2 separate regions of the Callithrix jacchus genome follow, and region 1 is linked to region 2. A link is a contact called in public Hi-C data. All regions are on one chromosome and are shown on one strand. Each heading gives the region's core, a stretch centred on a gene start, on an enhancer-like site or on the middle of the called end of the contact. The rest is flanking DNA. Distances are from core to core; before and after follow the strand shown.

Region 1 (3,613 bases), core at 125-2,624, 76 kb before region 2:
CGAGCAGTGAGGTCCAATTCCTTGGTTTCTAAGTATGCTGTGTGCGGGGCGCGGCTGACTCCCAGCTCTCCTGGGCTGAGGACACCCCCGCCACCGGCTCCGGGTCTCCCCTGCCTGAGCAAACATTGGCTACCCAGGGCAACCCGGCAGCCCTCGCCCTGGGCTTCAGGGTCTCCCTGCTCCACTCTTTCGGGGCATCAGAGACTGGCTCGGAAGGAACCTGAACTGGACCTGCCTTCCCCGAACCGCTGCCTGCGCCCGGATCTGGGAGGGCGCCTGCGTGCCCGCCGTTTACCTTCCTGACCCTGGCCCTGGGGCTGTCTCTCTCGGCCTACGAAGGCCTGGGCGGGCGGCGGGGCAGCAGCCGAAGCATTTCTCAGCACTGGCCGTGTCGCTTATCCCCAGACAAGTGTTTTGTGAGTGTGGGCGCGCCTGCGCGCGCCGGGGGCCGATGTTCTACACGTCCCCTGTACCGGAACCAGTACTCGCTGCCCCCCTGCCGTCGTCCCCTAGGCAGGGGTGTGTGTGAGTGTGAGTTTGTGTGCACGCGTTTGTGTATACGCGCGCGGAGCGAGTCCGCTCTCCGCGCGCACTGGTGCCGAGGACGCGGCTGCCCCTGCGGGTTCCCGGACCCGCGTCCACTTGGAGGAACTTAGGGGCGTGCATGGCTGCAGCCAGGCAGCAGCCCTCGGAGCACAGAGCCTCGGGCTCTGCAAACGGACCTGGAGCCCGCGCTGTAACACCCAGGGCAGCGCCGCGGAGTGCAGTGTTTCTCCGCATCCCGGGCAACCTCGCCCGGCGCCGGCAGAGCCGCCCCGAGACCCCAGCCTGGGGACTCTTGGAGCGCGCAGGAGTAGGCGGCGCGGAGTGAGCGGCCCGGAAGGCGGGTTGGAGAAATGCGGAGACCTCGTCTCTCCTTACTGTCTCCCCACCGCCACTCCTTGTCACCCTCCAAAATCAAACCCCCTTCCTTGCCTCCCCAGCCCACCCCTTTGCCCTGTTTCGTAACCAGGAACGCCGAGTTTCGCTCCAGAGCAGAAAGTGAGGGCAAAGAGGGTTGTTCCAAGGCGAGAGCCATTAAAAGGCCGCCAAACTTACCTGCAATTTCTCAGATTCCAGGTCCTGTGTAGACTACATGCCCAGAGTCGCAGACCTCGTAGAGACGAGATGGCTTTAAAAGTACAAATGCTCAGAAATGATTTTCTCACCAGCTATGGAAGACAAAAAAGAGTGCGAAAGAGTGGGGAGAGCTCTTCGGTTCAGGGGCCCGGCGATCCCGGCAGTGGCGACGCCAAGCCGGCCCTGCACGCCCTTTTCAGCCGCGGAGATACTGCCCCTGTCAGTGTCTGCTCTGGGCAACTTCAGTGTTTGTTCAATGTACGATTAAAAAAAAAAAGAAAGAAAAGTTGGGGGGGTGGAGGAGGGAGGAGGGAGAAAGGCGGAGGCTTGGGGGAGGAAAGCAGGAAGGAAGTTGTGAGCCTGTCTGGGGTTGAACTCAGCGGAACAAGTTTTTCTTTTCTTCTTTTTTTTTTTTTTTCTATTGCTTGGCAAGACGAGGGAGGGAAACACTTAAAAAAAAAGTTTCCATTGTTAGCTAACAACAAAAAAAAAGCCTTTTAACTTCTGCGGTTTAAAGATATACAATTCATTTTCCACCCCTCGATGGAGGCTTGCTGATGTGCCTAGCTTTATGAAACTAGTTTTGAAAAATGTTTTTAATAAAGTTTTGAGTATACGTCTTAAACAAAGCAAATCACGGGGACCTTTTTAGCATTTAAAAAAGGCTAAAATCCTATGTGAACGGTTTGTGTTGTTGTTCACAATTCTGCAAATTCGAAGGTACATTGAGGTCACCTTCCTGCAAAGTTGCAGATTTAAGTGCATCACAGTAGTATTTCGGAAGACTGGTTGGTCATGAGCTGGGGATGGTTTTGCAGTGCAATTGGTAGATGTATAAATACACCTTTACATACCACATTTATTTATAACTGCACACAGCACATGTGACATCGCATATTTTTTGCACTTAATTCTCAGAATTGTTTTAAGAAGAAGCATAGTCCTGGCACTAAGAAGGCTCGGGTAGTGTCTGAAACCCCCTTGCTTCTGTGGGCCTTTGTAGACTGTCTCCTGCAGACCGGATCATTTTCCAGAACCTTTCTCCCTTACTATCAGCAAAAAAGGGAGAAGGAACATCAGCCAACATTACTGGGCAGGGGATCCTACCTCTTTCAAGCCCCAGCACTCACTGCCAGTGTGTTTTACATAAAGCTCTAAATCTTAAACTACAGCATTTAGTGGAAAGAGGGAAAACACAGCTGCAAGGCTCAGGAGACTGAAACATCCAAAGCCTGAATTGGTCCTAATGTCGTGATTAGCTGAAATTCAGATGGAAATTTTGACTTTGCTTGTAGCACACAGATCTCTTGCTTGTTAATGTAACAATACTGTTCAGTGAGCAAAGGAACCTGCTGCTCAATCAGGAAAAGGTTCATGCTAAATCTGAAATAAAGATATCTCCTAGCCAAGAATCCCTGAGAATCGCACATTGTTGAAAACTTTCTAATTTTTAAAAACATGCCATGGAAGAATTGAACCTAATTCCCCTCCTACCCTCAATGGGACTTTAAAAAAGAACCCAGAGTTATTCAGGGCTCTGAGCAGTTACTCAGGACCTGAGCAATTCCTAAGAAAGAGAAGCCAGCCCTCTCCTTGACCCTAATTTTGTTCCCTAGGGGCAAAAAAGAGGAGTTGCCAGTTATCAGGAGACCCAGTCATTGGAATTCATGTCTGAGGGGCCTTCGTTCTAGGAGAGGCCAATACCCATGTCAGGTGTCATGGTGGAAGCAACAGAAGTACCTAGCAATGCATTACATTAATGACAGACACATAGCTTCCCAATCCCTGGGAAACCTCACTGTCACCTCACAGCCTGACATCATCAGCCTTCTGTAGTTGAGAAACTCAGAGTTCTCGAATGTGCAGTCAACCCGAAGAATTATTGGTCAAAAGGCAGCCAGCAGCTGTCAGGTGTGACATGCAGAAGGGATTTCTGCCTTGGGCTTGAGGTAAGCTAGCTGATGATTTTACCAGTCTAAAATTTGAACTGTGCCACCAAGAGCAGCAGGGATTGGGGAATAGATGGAATAAAACCCATTTCTGGAAACTAGCATAACGGGCTTGCATCCTGAAAGAATCTAGTTGCCTTCTGTGATTGTAAATGAACATGAGAAGAATACTTTACATAGCACTTATTTGTGAGACATTGTTCTAGGCACATTATAAATATGTATACATTTTTGTCCTCATAACAACCCTATGAGGCAGGCATCATTATTGTCTTTATTCTACAGATGAAAAAATGATAGTACAAATAAGTGAGTAGTTTGTCCCCAAATCCCATTGCTAGTAAGAGGCAAAACCAGGATTTGAACTTGTGTAGTCTGGGTCTAGAATCCGTGCTTGTCACTACTTCTCCATATTGTATAGTTATTATCTATAACCGTAGGGAAGGCTTGCCTAACTTTTCAGTTGTTCTCTATAACTGTAGGGGAGTTTTGTCTAACTATTCAGAGTACCCACTTGCCTGCTTATGAAATTGAAGTTTAAAAAT
Region 2 (3,600 bases), core at 610-3,109:
GGCCAACTTGCAAGCCCCCTTCCTACAACTCTGGACCTCTCTGCGCTGACAGACAGCTCTTTTTAATGGCTGCCATTCACGCTGAGGAATTGATACTTGAGTGGGGGCAGGTGAGACCACAGGCTCAGGTGTAGCCCTTCAAAGAGGTTGACCCTGATAGTTGAGTCGGAGGGGCTCAACTTACAAACTGGTGGCAGAATGGATGCGAGAGCGCAATAGCTCGATAGCAGACCTAAGGCAGATAGCCTTACCAGAGACTTAGTAATTAGTATGCAAATTGAGCAAGAAGGCCACCAAAGCTGGGAAGCGGAGGAAATGGGAAATCAGATGTCCGTGCTTCTGCGTGCATTCTCATCCATGCTGAAGATGCGCAGTTTGTGCAGCTGTGTGTCTTAAAGGCACCATTTGCGTCAGTCTCCCAGGTGCCAGGAGCCCCTCTCCCAATTACCTGTCGTCTCTGCACCAAGTCCTCCAAAGTGGAATTTTTGTTCAATATGTTCTATTCCCAGTTGTCCTAGACATGGGTGAGGTAATGACTGATTCATAAATCTGTTGACCTCAGCTTTCCTTTTTTTTTGACACAGGGTTCCCTCTGTCGCTCAGGCTAGAGTACAGTGATGCAATCACATCTCACTGTAGCCTCAACCTCCTGGGCTCAAGCCATTCTCTCAACTCAGCCTCCTGAATAGCTGGATCTACAGGCCGTAGGCTGTACCACCATGCCAGGCTAAATTATATATTTATTTTATAGAGATGGAGTCTCCCTATATTGCTCAGGCTGATCTCAAACCCCTGGGCTCAAGTGCTGGGATTTACAGGCATGAGCCGCCCTGCCGGGTGACCTCAGCTTTTACCCAGCCCCATCAAAGCAGGAGGCACCGCACAAAGCCTGAACATTAACTGTTGTCTGACTGCTGGGGTATGGCTGGAGAACCACAGTCGTTACAGCTACACAGTGTGAGCATGTTTGTGAGTTTGGAGTTGGAGCTGAGTGAGACCCTTGATAGTAGGGAAACAGAGGGAAAGACAGACTCTCACTTGGGGGCTTCTATCGCAGGACGGAAGATTTCTTCCAAGAGCTCAGTGCAATAAATGAAAGAAATCTAGAAGGCTGCCAGGCACAGGGCAGGCCCGAGCATCAGAAGTAGGAGGCTGAGAGCAGGGAATGGGGAGCAGGGGTTAGAACCGAGGTGGGGGTTGCTGAAGACACCACCATGCTTCAGAACTCAGGATAGGGCCTGCCTAGGGGCTCACACTTACAGAGGAGAAAAGGGAACTTAACACATGAACACGTGTGGAATTCCTGCATGGCGGCTTCCTACTGGGAGTGTAGTTTCTGAGAGCTGCAAGAAGTCAGCGAAGAGCATCAGAGAGGACATGGGTCCAGGGGAAAGTGCGTCAAAGGGCGGTCTGAGGATTACCCGCCTGAGGTGCCAAGGAGGTGTTTGCCAAAAAGGCAGATTCTTGGGCCACGCCCGGCTCTGCGGAGGGGAAGCGCCAACGGTGGGCGCGGCGCCTGCTCTCAGAACTGGTGCCTCGAACGCTTGCAGAGCCCAAACGCTGCCCGAGGGCGCGCCAGCAAGAGAGGAGGCAGAAAGGATGGCTTCCTGCGCCTCCCACACAGTTTTCAACTTTTCAGGAAGTACAGTAGGAGAAGGCAATGCAGATGAATGTTTTCCTTTGGCCGCTAGCAATTTTCTTCTAAAATTTTATTTTTTGAAAAAGTATATGAGAGCAAAGTGTGAGAACGAATCTCAAAACGTGAAAAAAAGGTCTTCTTCCCTGCCTCACCCCGCGTGGGCCTTGGTGCTCTGTGAACAGTGACCCCACCCTCACAGGGACCCTGACTCCTGAGGGGTCACCACCCACATCCTGTGAGAGATTGTGCTGTTCCCTGATTCAGCGGGGTCTCTAGGTCTGAACGCCCAAGGCCAACAAGAAGGCCTAAAAATAGAGCCCAGGAGGCCCAGTCAAACCGGAAGAGAACCAGAGGCCTGCCCGGAGTCCCAAAGACGATCTGAACCAAGGAGCCCAGCGCCCTCTAGCGGGAGAGAAGCTGCTTCGCGGCCCTGGTCCTGGGCCAGAGGGCTGGGGCTGAGCCCACTTCCAGGCGGGAACCAAACGGTGAGACCCTGGGGACACCTCCTCCTCAAGACCTTTGTTTATTTCAATACAGAAATAAAGGAAAAATTATTCCACTTGTGTTTTACGAACTTCAACGTAATTTTAGGATACATTGCTGTAATGTATGATGTTGTAATAATGACTACCTTCTAGAATCACAGGCTTTATTTGTTTATTTATTTATTGAGATGGGGTCTCGCTCTGTCGCCCAGGCTGGAGTGCAATGGCACAATCTCAGCTCACTACAACCTCTGCCTACTGGGTTCAAGCGATTCTCCTGCCTCAGCCTCCTAAATAGATGGGACTACAGGCACCTGCTAATTTTTGTATTTTTAGTACAGACGGGGTTTCACCATATTGAACAGGCTGGTCTCGAACTCCTGACTTCAGGTATTCCACCCGCCTCGGCCTCCCAAAGTGCTGGGATTACAGGCGTGAGCCACAGCCCCCGTCCTATAATTACAGACTTTAGACCCTTCTCATTACTTTTCAGTGATGCCAAGGTCCCTACCACCAAATTCACATGCACATAACATAAAACCTGAAAGGGTGCCTGAGCACCTCCGACAGCTGCACCAAGATTCCATCTGTCATCTTTGGGACAGGTGTTCAGGAGACTTAAAAGTAAAAAGGGACCCCTTGTAAGTCAGGAAATTTGGCTGAATCATTCCAGGCACTCTCTGAGGGGACAGATGTCTCAGCTGGCTAATCATTGTCCCACCTAAAAACATCAATTCCGTTACCCCTAAGTCGGAGAAGAAACACACTCCTATTGTACATATTTTAGAGGGGAAATATACAGCTGAACACCGAAGTGCCCACTTAGGCTTTGAAAGAAAAGGACTGTGGCCAAAAAACACCAGGGTTTTAATGAAGTTTAAAAAGCAGAAGTGTGCACTGCCTCACATCCATGAGGATGGCAACTATCAAAAAACTGAAGAAAGAATAGACAGGCGTGGTGCCTCACGTCTGTAATCCTAGCACTTTGGGAGGTCAAGGCAGGCGGATCATAAGGTCAGCTGTTTGAGACCAGCCTGACCAACGTGATGAAACCCCGTTTCTACTTAAAATACAAAAATTTGCCAGGCATAGTGGCATGCAATACCAGCTACTCAGGAGGTTGAGGCAGAAGAATAATTTAAACTGGGAAGATGGAGGTTGCAGTGAGCCAAGATCACACCACTGCACTACTCCAGCCTAGGGGACAGAGTGAGGCTCCGTCTCAGGAAAAAAAAAAACCTAAAGAAAGAAAGAAAGAAAGAAAGAAAATAATTGTTGGTGAGGATGGGGAAATTGGAACTCTTATCCACTGTTAATGGAAATATAGAATGCAGCTGCTGTAAAAAGCACTATGTCAGTTCCTCAAAAAATTTAAAGTGGAATGACCAGTCAGTTCGGTAATTCCACTATCTTTTTTTTTTTTTCAGATGGAGTCTCACTCTGTTGCCCAGGCTGGAGTGCAGTGGCGGTCTTGGC

What was found. Hi-C and Micro-C count contacts between places; a contact is called where the count stands out from the background.
Region 1: a contact with region 2 is called in a Hi-C map of skeletal muscle, with 3 times the contacts expected there. The contact joins the promoter of ITPKB here to the enhancer-like site in region 2. A contact is called at or near these places in 3 of 3 Hi-C or Micro-C datasets (induced pluripotent stem cells and skeletal muscle).

What each region holds. Positions count from the first base shown.
Region 1 is chr19:22,517,365-22,520,977 of calJac240_pri, reverse strand. ITPKB (inositol-trisphosphate 3-kinase B) reads right to left here and starts at 1,374. Exons shown (of 8, transcript XM_002760576.6): 1 at 1,099-1,374.
Region 2 is chr19:22,441,415-22,445,014 of calJac240_pri, reverse strand. All of the region lies in intron 3 of LOC118149565, which reads right to left. Among named protein-coding and RNA genes, the nearest start is that of PSEN2, 26 kb to the right of the region's middle. Within about 2 kb of position 1,859, at least 6 of the 16 cell types and tissues checked have an H3K27ac peak or open chromatin away from gene starts, as enhancers often do.